2 separate regions of the Mus musculus genome follow, and region 2 is linked to region 1. The links are chromatin contacts, called in public promoter capture Hi-C maps. All regions are on one chromosome and are shown on one strand. The core of a region is the stretch at or near the end of the contact, and the rest is flanking DNA. Distances in the headings are between cores, read along the strand shown. Region 1 holds the start of Wnk2 (WNK lysine deficient protein kinase 2). Region 2 has its middle 50 kb from the start of Gm36784.

The links. Promoter capture Hi-C pulls out the DNA fragments that hold promoters and counts their contacts.
Region 2: a promoter capture Hi-C map of embryonic stem cells shows a contact between it and region 1, with 2.9 times the contacts expected there. The contact joins the enhancer-like site here to the promoter of Wnk2 in region 1. A contact is called at or near these places in 8 of 39 promoter capture datasets (the 3T3-L1 cell line, 3T3-L1-derived adipocytes, the C10 cell line and 4 more) and 1 of 9 other capture datasets (embryonic stem cells).

Annotation. Positions count from the first base shown.
Region 1 is chr13:49,144,285-49,149,858 of GRCm38.p6, reverse strand. Wnk2 (WNK lysine deficient protein kinase 2) reads left to right here and starts at 1,531. Exons shown (of 30, transcript NM_001290313.1): 1 at 1,531-2,097; 2 at 2,625-3,307. The coding sequence starts at 2,627.
Region 2 is chr13:48,755,503-48,761,200 of GRCm38.p6, reverse strand. No RefSeq gene overlaps it. Among named protein-coding and RNA genes, the nearest start is that of Gm36784, 50 kb to the right of the region's middle. Within about 2 kb of position 4,275, at least 3 of the 459 cell types and tissues checked have an H3K27ac peak or open chromatin away from gene starts, as enhancers often do.

The DNA.
Region 1 (5,574 bases), core at 282-2,781:
TGTTGTAAGTGACTGGCTGCTTTCATCACTAGTCACTCAGCAGGTATATGCCACAGGCTGTCACTGTGTCCTGTTGGGAGACAGTCAGACTAGCATGCTGAGACTCTTCTGTCATGATTTCTCTTACACAGGCCCTGCCTATTATAGCTTCCATATACGTGCCAGGACCCAGAGGGCCTTTGCTGGATAAACCCTGTCCAAGAGAAATTACATTCTACAGGCTCAGGTTAGGAGAGGCAATACTGGGTGGGGTCTTTAGCCTCCTTAGTGAAGTTGTAATGGTCCTCACCCACATTCTGCCCCAGCTTGGGAGGTGCAGCTTGGATCCCCATCTCCAGAGACACTCAGACCCACAGAGCTGGCACCTGCGCTCTGCTTCTGGTTGAGTGGGCTTTACGTTCATGCCTGACTCCCAAGGTAGATGAGAAATGAGATAATATAAATTAACAGGCATCTGGCAAATGCCCAGTCCAGTGACAAGTACACAATTTAACCCCTGGGTCTCTGGGGTATATGTTGGAGTCCTAACTTCATGGCTCTCAGTTTTCATAACGTAAGTAGTCCCAGCATTCCCCCTTTAAGGAGACAGTGTGCTACCACCCAACTCAGCTAGGAAGTGACTTGAACATCAGCCTTTTAAAGTTACTTTTGACTGGTATCAGCATCCACTGACAGCCCCTAGCAGGGCCAGGGAAACCCTGTCACTGGGTAACAGCTCTGTCTGCATTTGCTTCCCTTTAATCGTGAAGGATGTGTTGCCTCTGTTGGCTTTTCTGTCTTATGAGTTGCTGGTGTCAAAGGCTCTAAGGCCAGCAGCCGCTGGCCATCGGTTCACATTTGTAACTTGCATCTTTGACAGGGTGCCATACCATCAGGATGAGCAAAGAGATCAGAACATGCTGGTAACTTCCTTTGCGCTGTTTTCTTCAGGTGAAGTGACCCCAATGATGTGCATCACAACTGGTGAGCCCAGGTGCAGGTGCCTGGCATGGGCTCAGAAATCAGGTCAGTCTTCTGTGACCCTTGCAGTCAGGTTCAGAGATGCCCGGGGCAAGGGCTTGTCTGGGGTAATTGAGTAGCTCAGGGGGTGGAGAGAGAAGCTCCTGAGGGGGTTGAGGGTGGGGAAAGATGGCAATCAATATGGTAAGTCAAGGGGTTTCTGGAAACCTTTTCCAGTTTCCATCTTGGGACCTCTGAGATTTAGGACAGAGAAATCCTTTCTATTTTTTTTTTTCATTTATTTTTGAGACGGTTCCTGGTTCCTTTATTGCCACGTGACCCAACTCCTGGATCAAGTATCCTCTGCCCCCCACAGCCCTCCCCCACCGGTGTTGGGATTATAGGCTTGGGCCACCACGCTACTGATCAGGGCAAAAGGACATCTGTCTTTGAGATCTGGATTTGCTTAATGGAAAAGAGGGACACAGCGCTTACTGGTACCAACGTCCGTGGATGATAGTGAGGTTTTCCCATATCCTGGCAGTACAGAAAGGCCCAGAAGACACTCCAATTTTGCAACCATACTTGGGCACCTAGGATATCCTGAGGTTGTCTGTTTTGTCTTGGCATAGGTTCCAGGATTTGGCTCTCTGGCTAAGTCACGTTGTCTGTGGCCTGCCACCTCCGGGGAAAATAGAGCCCCTCAAGGCCCCACAGTTCAGCGGACCACTTCCAAAGAGCTTCAGGGCCAGGCGCCGGCCTGGAACCCTTGCCGCAGGTGGAGGCCATGGGGAGCATCCCGCAGGTGGCGGCGCTCAGCCGCAGCCAGGTGGGCGTGTCAGGCCCCGCCCCGCGCTCCGGTCTTGGGGAGGGTGGGACGAACGGAAGCCCCGCCCTCCCCGCGCGCTAGTTCGGAGCCGGTGCGGGAGCGGAGGCGCGCGGAGCCGGCAGGAGCACGCGGGAGCGCGGCCCCGCAGCGGCCCGGCCCGAGGGAGCAGCATCGTAGGAGCAGAACGGCCTGGCGACCCCCGCTGCAGCCAGGACCCCGCCCCAGCGCGACGCGGCCCCGAGAGAGGACTCTGGCCCCGGAGCGCGGCCTCGCCCTCCTCGCTCGCCCGGGTCCCCGGGCTGCGGGCATGGACAGCGCCCGCTCGCCCTGTGAGTATCGAGCTCTCCCGTTCGCCGCCTTTGTGTGCGCGCCGCGCCGCCGCAGCCCCCTCCCCGCGCGCCCCGGGCCCGCGTCCTTTGTGGAGCCTGCTCCTGTCCGGTGCTTCCCTTTACCCCGGCCTCCCTGTCCCTTCCCCACCCGCTCGCGGGATAGCCTAGCGGGGTCGCTCCAGTACTGGCCTTGACCCCTTTCTCCAGCCTCCCGAGCCCTTCTGTAGCTCCTTTGAGCCCTCAGGGACACCTAGCAGGTCGTCCCTCCTGGAGTCCCTGGGACAGCTAGAGACAGGCCGTGTTCCCGGCTCGGAGCTGAGTGAAGCAGGGCATCCCCTTGCAATCCTCGCCTCGGGGTCCGGTCTGCAGCCCTCTCCCCGGAGCCCGCAGAGGACCGCCCGGCAGGTCACTTCTGCGGTGGGGCTGGGCAGGGCGCGGGCCCAGAGGCGGCGCTGTCTCATCCCGCGGCCCAGGCAGGTGCGGCGGGGCTGGCGCTCACGCAGGGTCCGTGTGTCCTTGGCCCGCAGAGATGGACGGCGATGGCGGCCGCCGAGACGCCCCCGGCGCGCTGATGGAAGCCGGGCGCGGCACGGGGTCGGCGGGCATGGCGGAGCCGCGGGCGAGGGCGGCGCGGCTCGGGCCCCAGCGCTTCCTGCGGCGCAGCGTGGTGGAGTCGGACCAGGAGGAGCCGCCGGGCCTGGAGGCGGCCGAGACGCCGAGCGCGCAGCCCCCACAGCCTCTGCAGCGCAGGGTGCTTCTACTCTGCAAGACGCGCCGGCTCATCGCGGAGCGCGCCCGGGGCCGCCCCGCCGCGCCCGCGCCCGCCGCGCCCGCTGCGCCTCCCGGCTCCCCGAGTGTCCCCTCGGACCCTGGCCCGGAGCGAGCGGGCACGCAGGAGCCCAGCCCAGATCCCACCACCGCCTCAGCCGCAGCCGCGCAGGTCCCCGACGGCGGCCCGAGGCAGGAAGAGGCGCCGGCCCCAACACAGGAGGACGCTGGAACCACCGAGGCAAAGCCGGAGCCCGGGCGCGCACGCAAGGATGAACCTGAAGAGGAGGAAGACGATGAGGACGACCTCAAGGCCGTGGCCACCTCTTTGGACGGCCGCTTCCTCAAGTTCGACATCGAGCTGGGCCGGGGCTCCTTCAAGACGGTCTACAAGGGGCTGGACACGGAGACCTGGGTGGAGGTAGCATGGTGTGAACTGCAGGTGAGCGCCGCTGCCCCGCAGGTGGGCTGTCCGCAAATGCGTCCTTGGGTGTGTCCTTGCTCATATGAAGGGCTTTAGGCAGCCCTGGGGATGGTGGCTGGTATGTGTCACCCTCTGTGTGGGTGTCCTGCAGGATATGTGCCTCGTGTATGGCTAGCCTGTTGGTGCTGTTTCTGGACCTGTGCACACACAGGTTGAGGCTTGCCATCTTGGAGGTCAAGGCTGGGTATGTGCTGTGCCCATGGTGACATAGGCTCTGGAGTGGTCAGTGGAGGTTCGTTCTGTCAGCCCATGCTCCTTGTCCGTCCACAGAACCCACTTGTACTGGCTCAGTAGGGACTGGAGGGTAGTGAGAGAGAAGGCTGTCTTTAGGCCCTTTTCTAGGTGGCTTGGAAGCTCCCAGCTGTCCTCAAATTAGCATTTTTCCTGTACCCTGCAAGATGTATGTGTGATAACTGCAGATGCCTGCAAGGGTTTCCTCAGATTCAGGAATGATGATTGGTGGGTCTTTGGTGTTCTGCTGGCCAAGGCCAAGAAGCCCTGTCAGCAGCCTCCTGGTGTTCTAAGAGCCTGGTTTGTTCACACGTTAGCTGTGTGAGTGAAAATTATGGGGGAAAAAAAGGCCTGCCTTTTTTCTTTCTCTCTCTTTCCCTCTTCTCCACCCCCTTTCTTCCTTCCACCTTTCTCTTGTATCTCTCTCTTTTTTTTTCTTTCCTTTCTTTTCTGGAAGCAGAGGCTCAGCATGTATTTTTCATAACCTTGCCCTCACGTTAGCTGTGTCAGCCCTGGCCCTGAAGATTATATAAACCGCAACCCTAGCCGTCCTGGGGCCAGCCTTGGAAGAGGAGGCAGCTCCTGTCACAAGGGGTGTTTACAGGCCCTCCCTTACTGGGAGGGAGGGGCAGCTGTCAGGCAGGGGCCAGCTGGGAGAGTGCTGGCTGGAGGTGTAAGCCTACCCGCTGGCCCTTAAAGTTAGCTGGCCCTTCCAGGGCTGATGCATCCTGGGCAAACCTGGGTGAGCTGGGTGCCAGGGCTGCTGTCCGGTGCAGGATGCCTGCACTTTTGGCTGGGAAATGGGATGCAGGTGCTGTGTTCTCAGCACCTGCAGGGTGCTCTCTGCGTGCGTGTACAAGCTGGGCTCATTTCAGAGGTGACCTGTCATCAGTTCTGAGACAAAGAGCTTCAAAGGTCTTGTCTCCATACTGCCCTTTGGTGCTGAAATGGGAATACGGCTTCACATGCGAGGGTCAGTGGAGACTTTCAGCAGGAGTTGAGTTTCCTTCCTCCTTCGTGGTTCCTATGAGGATCACCCCTGACTTTTGCCTGGCATGTTTAGTGGAGTGCTTCTCAACCTCCCCAACACTGCAACCCTTTTGATACAGTTCCTTATGTTGTGGTGACCACTCCCCCCCCAACCAGAAAATTACTTCCATTGCTACTTCGTAACTGTAATTTTGCTACTGTTATAAACCACAATGTAAATATCTGTTTTCCAATAGTCTTAGGGAACCCCCAACTACCAAATTATTTTCATTGCTACTTTGTAACTGTAATTTTGCTACTGTTATGAATCATAAGTATCTGTGTTTCTCCATAGTCTTAGGTGACCCCTCTGGAAGGGTCTTGACCCACAGATTGAGAATCACTGTCCTAGACCTTGCAGAGAGAGAGTCTTGATTGTGCAGAATGGGTGGGGATGGGGAGGGGCAAATTCTGTGGCCCAGGGTCCTGAAGGGTGTATGCCCTGTGTCCCTGCTACCTGAAGAGGCACACAGGAGAGAGGATCAAGCAAGGGGATGTGAGTCTCGATTCTGGAGAATAGCATGATTCTTGGCTCCCCGCCTTCCTGCTCTTGCCAGATGGCCAGCGTGGCTCTCTGAGCACCTGCTGGTGCTGCTACTATGGAATGTCACTGAGGGTAGAGGACAGAGCAGCGGTGCTCCAGTAGGCTGGATGTGAGAGACTTCCACAGGCCAAGCCTGCCTATCTGGCGGAGGCATTGCAGAGTCCTGGGACTCTTGTTAATTCCTTCCCTTTAAGGCAAGGCAAGACAGCCTGCCCTTGTTGTGGGCGGGGCAGCAGAGGGTGGGGCCTGGACCCTGGCCAGGGGTCTTTGGATACTTGGCTCGAGGTAAAAATGGGGTAGCTTCTGGATTTTAGTGCTGTTCCTTGCTTGGGGGAGACTGAGAGCCCCCCAGTAGATGGGGAAAATGCCTTCACATCTTCTTCAGTGAGAGGTGCTGTTAATGCATGGCTTGGGCTGCAAT
Region 2 (5,698 bases), core at 3,026-5,525, 390 kb after region 1:
TCAACAGCTGTGAGTTGCTCTCCGCCATGCTGGCAGGCCTCCTTGAAGCTATGGAGGAAAAGTGCGACCCAGTCTTGCGAGTTATAAATGAGTCCATTAAGGGAGGTGGATTCACTAAAAGGCTGCCTTTGCTCCACCTGGTCCAAAGCCTCCCTCGTATGATCGATGACTCCATAGCCTGCAGACGGTCCTGAACCCCAGTGCATTCTTAATGCCTCAAAAGTTTCCAATTAAAGGCAAATGGCTCTTGGCAAAGTGCAAAGCATTTTTACTAACTAAAATAAATACCTGGGCAGGCTCCGTGGTTTATGACTTCTTCACACAGCTGAGAATAAGCAGCTAAGGAGCCAGGGGTGAGGGATCGTAGCAATGAGAGGCCCTGTCAAGCCTGTGAAAGGCACCCCAGATAATAGTGCTGGGGTGGTACCCCTGGGCCCCTGGGTGCCCAGGCTTGGAAGTCCTGCACATAGGAACTTCGGGTGATGCTGCTGGTGTTTGAGACAGGGTTTCCTGAAGCCCTGGCTGACCTGACTCTCTTTGTAGCTGAGAATCACTCTTGCCTCCAGCTCCCAGGTGGGTACCAACACTCCAGTTCTGTGAGTTGTTGGCGAAGCAAATCCAAGGCTTGTGCATGCTAGGTAAGCATCTCACCAACTGAGCTGGGGTCCCGGCCTACACACACACACACACACACACACACACACATACACACACACAGAGTTTTGAATCTTTCTAGGCATGGCTCAGGCAGGCAGAGGGTGATGAGTGGAGGTCTCATGGAGACTACCCTCAGCTTCTTGGCCTCCACTGTGTCCCTCCACAGCTGTGCTCTGAGGCTCTGAGGTACCGGCCTCACAGCTCTGGGGTAGAGGGGACTGGGCAGTGAAGGGGACTGACAGTTCTGGGAGCTCAAGGGTCAGGGGTTGCCATGGCTACCTTCTCCTGTGTAGGTAGTCTTTTCACTACATGGTCGATTTCAAAGGACCATTGAGCTAACCCAGGACCAAGGATTAAGCAAGGCCTCCCCAGGGACAAGAGGGAAATGTCCTGGGTAAGGGTCCAACCTGTCAGTTGGAAAGGGACAGTTTCTAGGGCAGCTGGCATTTCCAGGGTCAGTGATCCAAGGCCATTGCATATGGCTTCAGCTGAGGATGGGATTTGCTGTCCCTCCCTGCCAGGCTACCTTCCACGTGTACCCCACTCACTTAAGCAGCCGTGAGTCAAGACCACATACATCTGATTTGTAGAAAGGACCCACTTTCAAACTGGGACTTTGGACCACCACAGCTCAGAGTCTTTGAGAGAAGCAGAATGAGGATAGATTAGAAAGAAGAGGCTGGAGCAGACTGGGCACTGGGTCTTGAAGCAGCAGATCACTAAGATTCCCCCATTCTCAGCATCCCACTGCCTCACACGGGTCCCAGGTATGGCTGGCTAAGGCATGGCTGTCTATGAGCCATGCTCAAGGTTGGACCTTTAGACAAGCAGGACCTAGCACCAGAAGCCACAGGGCCCTTATGATGGCCCAGCTGCCCATCACAGTCCTGCATACATGCCTGGCAGTTTGAGGAGAGAGGTGGCCCATTCTATAGATGGCAGCTCAGTGTAGGACTATGAGGTCCCTGGCCTAGGCAGGAGCCACGCTGGAGATGAGACCAGTTCAGTTCAGCCTGTGCTAGGATGGCTGCTGGAACCTCCTTTGTCCTGGATATATTCATGGCATCCAGGCTTAGGGAACTCCTGTGAATGGGTAGAGGTGGTCTGTGGGGTCTCCAGGTAGCTGGTATCCTATCCCTGTATAAGAACCTAGAGGTTGATGTCACCTCCCCCAGTGAAAGGGCAGCTGTTGGTCACCTTCCATGGGGAGGGAACAAAGGCACTCACAGGAGTAGGCTGAGCCTCACCCTTCTTGGTTGTATCTCACTGCCTAGGTTGAGCCATCTTTTCTATCCCAATGGGGTCTGTCTGTCCCGCATCTCTTGTTGTTTGGTTGGAATTTGCTTCTGATTCTACCTTCTCCCCTCAGAGTCTGGCATTGAAGCTGGCCTTTCATGGTTGGAAATTTCCTTAATTTCCTGGTAGGCCCAGGACCTCACTTCAAGTTCAACATGCCCCTCAGACCCCAGCTCCACCTGTTGCTGTCTGCTCATGGCTATGTGTCTTAGTTAGGGTTTCAATTGCTGTAAGAAACAGAATGATCAAGGCAATTCTTATAAAGGACAGCATGTAATTGGGGCTGGCTCACAGGTTCTCAGTCCATTATCATCATGGCCTGAAGCATGGCAGCATCCAGGCAGTCATGGCTGTGGAGGAGCTGAGAGTTCTTGTTCCAAAGGCCAACAGGAGAAGACTATCTCCCACTTGACTGGGAGGAGGGTCTCAAAACCCACACCCATAGTGACACACTTCCTCCTATAAGGCCACACACACCTTCTAATAGCGCCACTCCCAGTCACCATAGTATTTTAGAACATATGGCCACAGGTGGTCCATATATCCATAAAAAATAAACAACAGTAAAAAACAAAACAAAACAAAAAAAAAAAAACTGGACACAGTGAAAGGCCGCTTTACATCACATAAGAAGGAGGTACACAGGATGTGGGTCTAAGCATATGGAACTTGTAATATGGAAAATGGGTGTGGTTGGTTGCCTCAGGTTCATGGTGGCTCTGGGTGCTTACTTCTTTTATGTTTCATACAACACATGTGTAACGTAAAAATCATGTGTATGAACCCTAATTGAGGAATCTACGGTTTCTTTTCCTTTCTGCCCGAGTCACCCTCAGATCATGCTGTCCCTGCCTTTATCCCAGGCTCTCCTTCTCCTTGTGGTCCTCCAACAGAATGGACAACATTGCTTATTGCTGGAGACCTGTTCATCCTGCCTTTGTGAGGGACCTAGTGCCTCAGATACACCCTCAGAAAGGACAACATTCACATGCTCAATGTGTCTCTGTCCCATCAGGTTATCCTGAGTGACTCCATTCTCTCTCTCATTCCCAATAAACCCAGAGACCGTTCCCTAAGACTCATGGTTAATAGTGAGGGTGGCTGACTCTGACCTCAGACCCTTCTCCTGGGTCCTCTAGCCTAGGTCTTCTGGAAACCCATCTTCTTTGTGGGGCGTGTCAGCCTCCCTAAGGATGGAATCCTGGGAAGACACTGTCCATCAAGGCCCCTGCTAGATCTGGGAGGAACCTGTGACTGGTCAGAAACACAGCTTTCTAGCTATGGGCACCTTACCACCACCCTCCATCTACAGAGTGCCATTTTCTCATCCTGGAGTGTTATGCAATGCACTGAGTTCCTGCAAGAAGTCACACTAAAGTCCTGGTCCATAGGACCTTGGGATGCTCTTCATTTGGAAACAGAACTACCACAGATGTGATGGGTTACAGTGATTCCATACCAGATCTGTATCCGAATTCAGCATGCAGGGTATCTTTATAAGAAGGACACAGACAGGCACAGGAGACCATGGTGACATGGCTTCAGAGACACGGACAAGCCAAGAAGATTCAAGGCTTGGCAGCCTCCACAGCAAAAGCAAGGAGGACTCCCCCCAGCACTTTCAGAAAGACTGTAGCCCAGCCAGCACCTTGGCATCAGCTTTCCAAACTCCCTAACTTTGGGACTATGATTAAACCACTAAGATTCGGGTCTTTTTGGACAGCCCCAGGAAATTCATCTCTCATTATCTTAATAAAAAATAAAGTTAAAGACCTCCAAGCCTACCCCCACCCAGAGGAACTCCAGAGGTTGTTTTCATGCAGAGCCTTAGCCCCCGTGGCACCAAGGGAAAACTTCTGGGCGTACACTAAAACATCCCTAGCCACTTAACAAGTGTGTCTCTGGTCTGGCTTTTCATATGAGAATTATCTGTCACAGACACAGAGCACGTTGTCACACAGAGATTGTCCTCGGTGGACACTGGAGCTATTCCCACCCCCTTCTCTCTCTTTTCTCTCTTCCCCCTCCCACTCTTGCTCCCCACTCTCATCCCCTGCTCTCACTCTCAAGTCTCCTCGACTCTTTAAAGCAATGAGAAAACCCAGACCTTTCTGATTGCAAATGTTTCTAAATGCCTGCGTATTAATGACTGGTTGAGTATGCACGCTGGCGAACGCAGGGCGATCCTTCTTGTCTTAAATGAGAAAAAGTCATAGGAAAAATGGGCTTTGTGTTGTCAAACATTACTCTGAGCAGACGCCCTCTGAGCGCCCGGCTCTGGGGGCTTCCTGAAGCCAATTGCATTCTTCCTGCGGTGTGTTTAACGTCAGCGCCCCGAGGAGCTTGGCTATGAAGAGCCCCGAAGGCCAAATATTTACACAGCCAACCCTCAAGCCTCATGGAAATGACCTCAGGAACATTGTTTTTAATTCATGAGATGTGGAGAGGAACGGGAGGCACGGCCTTTTCAACACTTGTTTCTGGGCCATGGATGCTCAGGAACCGGGTTCCTAGGCTGGGACACTGTGGGACCTCCCTGAATCCAACTTACTTACGGTGTAGGCTCATTGAGCCCCATTTCTCCTGTAAAACTCAGGTTAAAAACAACACAGGATCCCTGGGGTACGAGGAGAATAGGATGCTCTTGGGGTGGCAGCTGCTCTTCAGGTGATGATCTCAGCAGAGACCTATGCTGCTGGACCCAGGGCGTCTGGGTGGAGAAGCTTCCAACAGCTATCCAACCAGAAGACATATTGGTCGTCTCTTGTTCTCTTTCCTTCCTCCCTTCCTTCTTTCCCCTCCTCTTTTCCCTCCCTCTCTCCTTACTTCCTGTTTTGTTTGTTTGTTTGTTTTTTGTTTGTTTGTTTTTCGAGACAGGGTTTCTCTGTATAGCCCTGGTTGTCCTGGAACTCACTTTGTAGACCAGGCTGGCCTCGAACTCAGAAATCCCCCTGCCTCTGCCTCCCGAGTGCCTCTGCCTCCCGAGTGCTGTTTTATTTCAAGACAAGGCCTTGTGTTCAAATTCAAGGAAGACCTTGAACTTCTGGTGCTCCCAGGATTACAGGGTGTGCACCATCACACCAGGCTTACGCAGCGATAGGGATGGAACCCAGAATTGTATGCTCGCTAGGCAAATGCCCTGCCCCTGGAGATAGCTTCCCAGCCTCTGGTGCCTTGTCCCCTCTCTAATTTGGGAACTCCCCAGCTAAAGAGTGGTTCCCTTTGGCCAGCACCATGCCCTCACCTTTCCCACCTACCTTTTCTAGCATCCAGCCAGGGTTAGCCTACTGGCGCCAACACTAACTCTTGATGAGCCTGGGTCCCCAGAGCCTTGTCTGTGTCAGGTGTAACAAACCTTCCAAATTGATCCTCAGGGCACCCCTTTAGCCAGCAAGCCATCTCCCTCGTCCCCAGTCTGCGTCTCTCTGAGGAGCAAGTTCTACTGGTCCTTTGAGTTCTCCAGTAGGTTTAGGCTCTAGTAGCCTGTAGCAGACATTTTTTTAAATTGTAATTATGTGCCTGAGTGTACGGTTGTGAGGTGGGGGGTATACATGTACGAATATGGTGCCTGTGGAGGCCAAGAGAAGGTTTCAGATCTTCTGGAGCTGGGGTGACAAGAGGTTGTGAGCCACCTGATATAGGTGCTGAGATCTGAATACAGGTCCTTTGGAAGAACAGCAAGCACTCTTAACCACGGATCCATCTCTCCAGTGCCCACAGCAGACTCTGGATACATCTCCTCTAT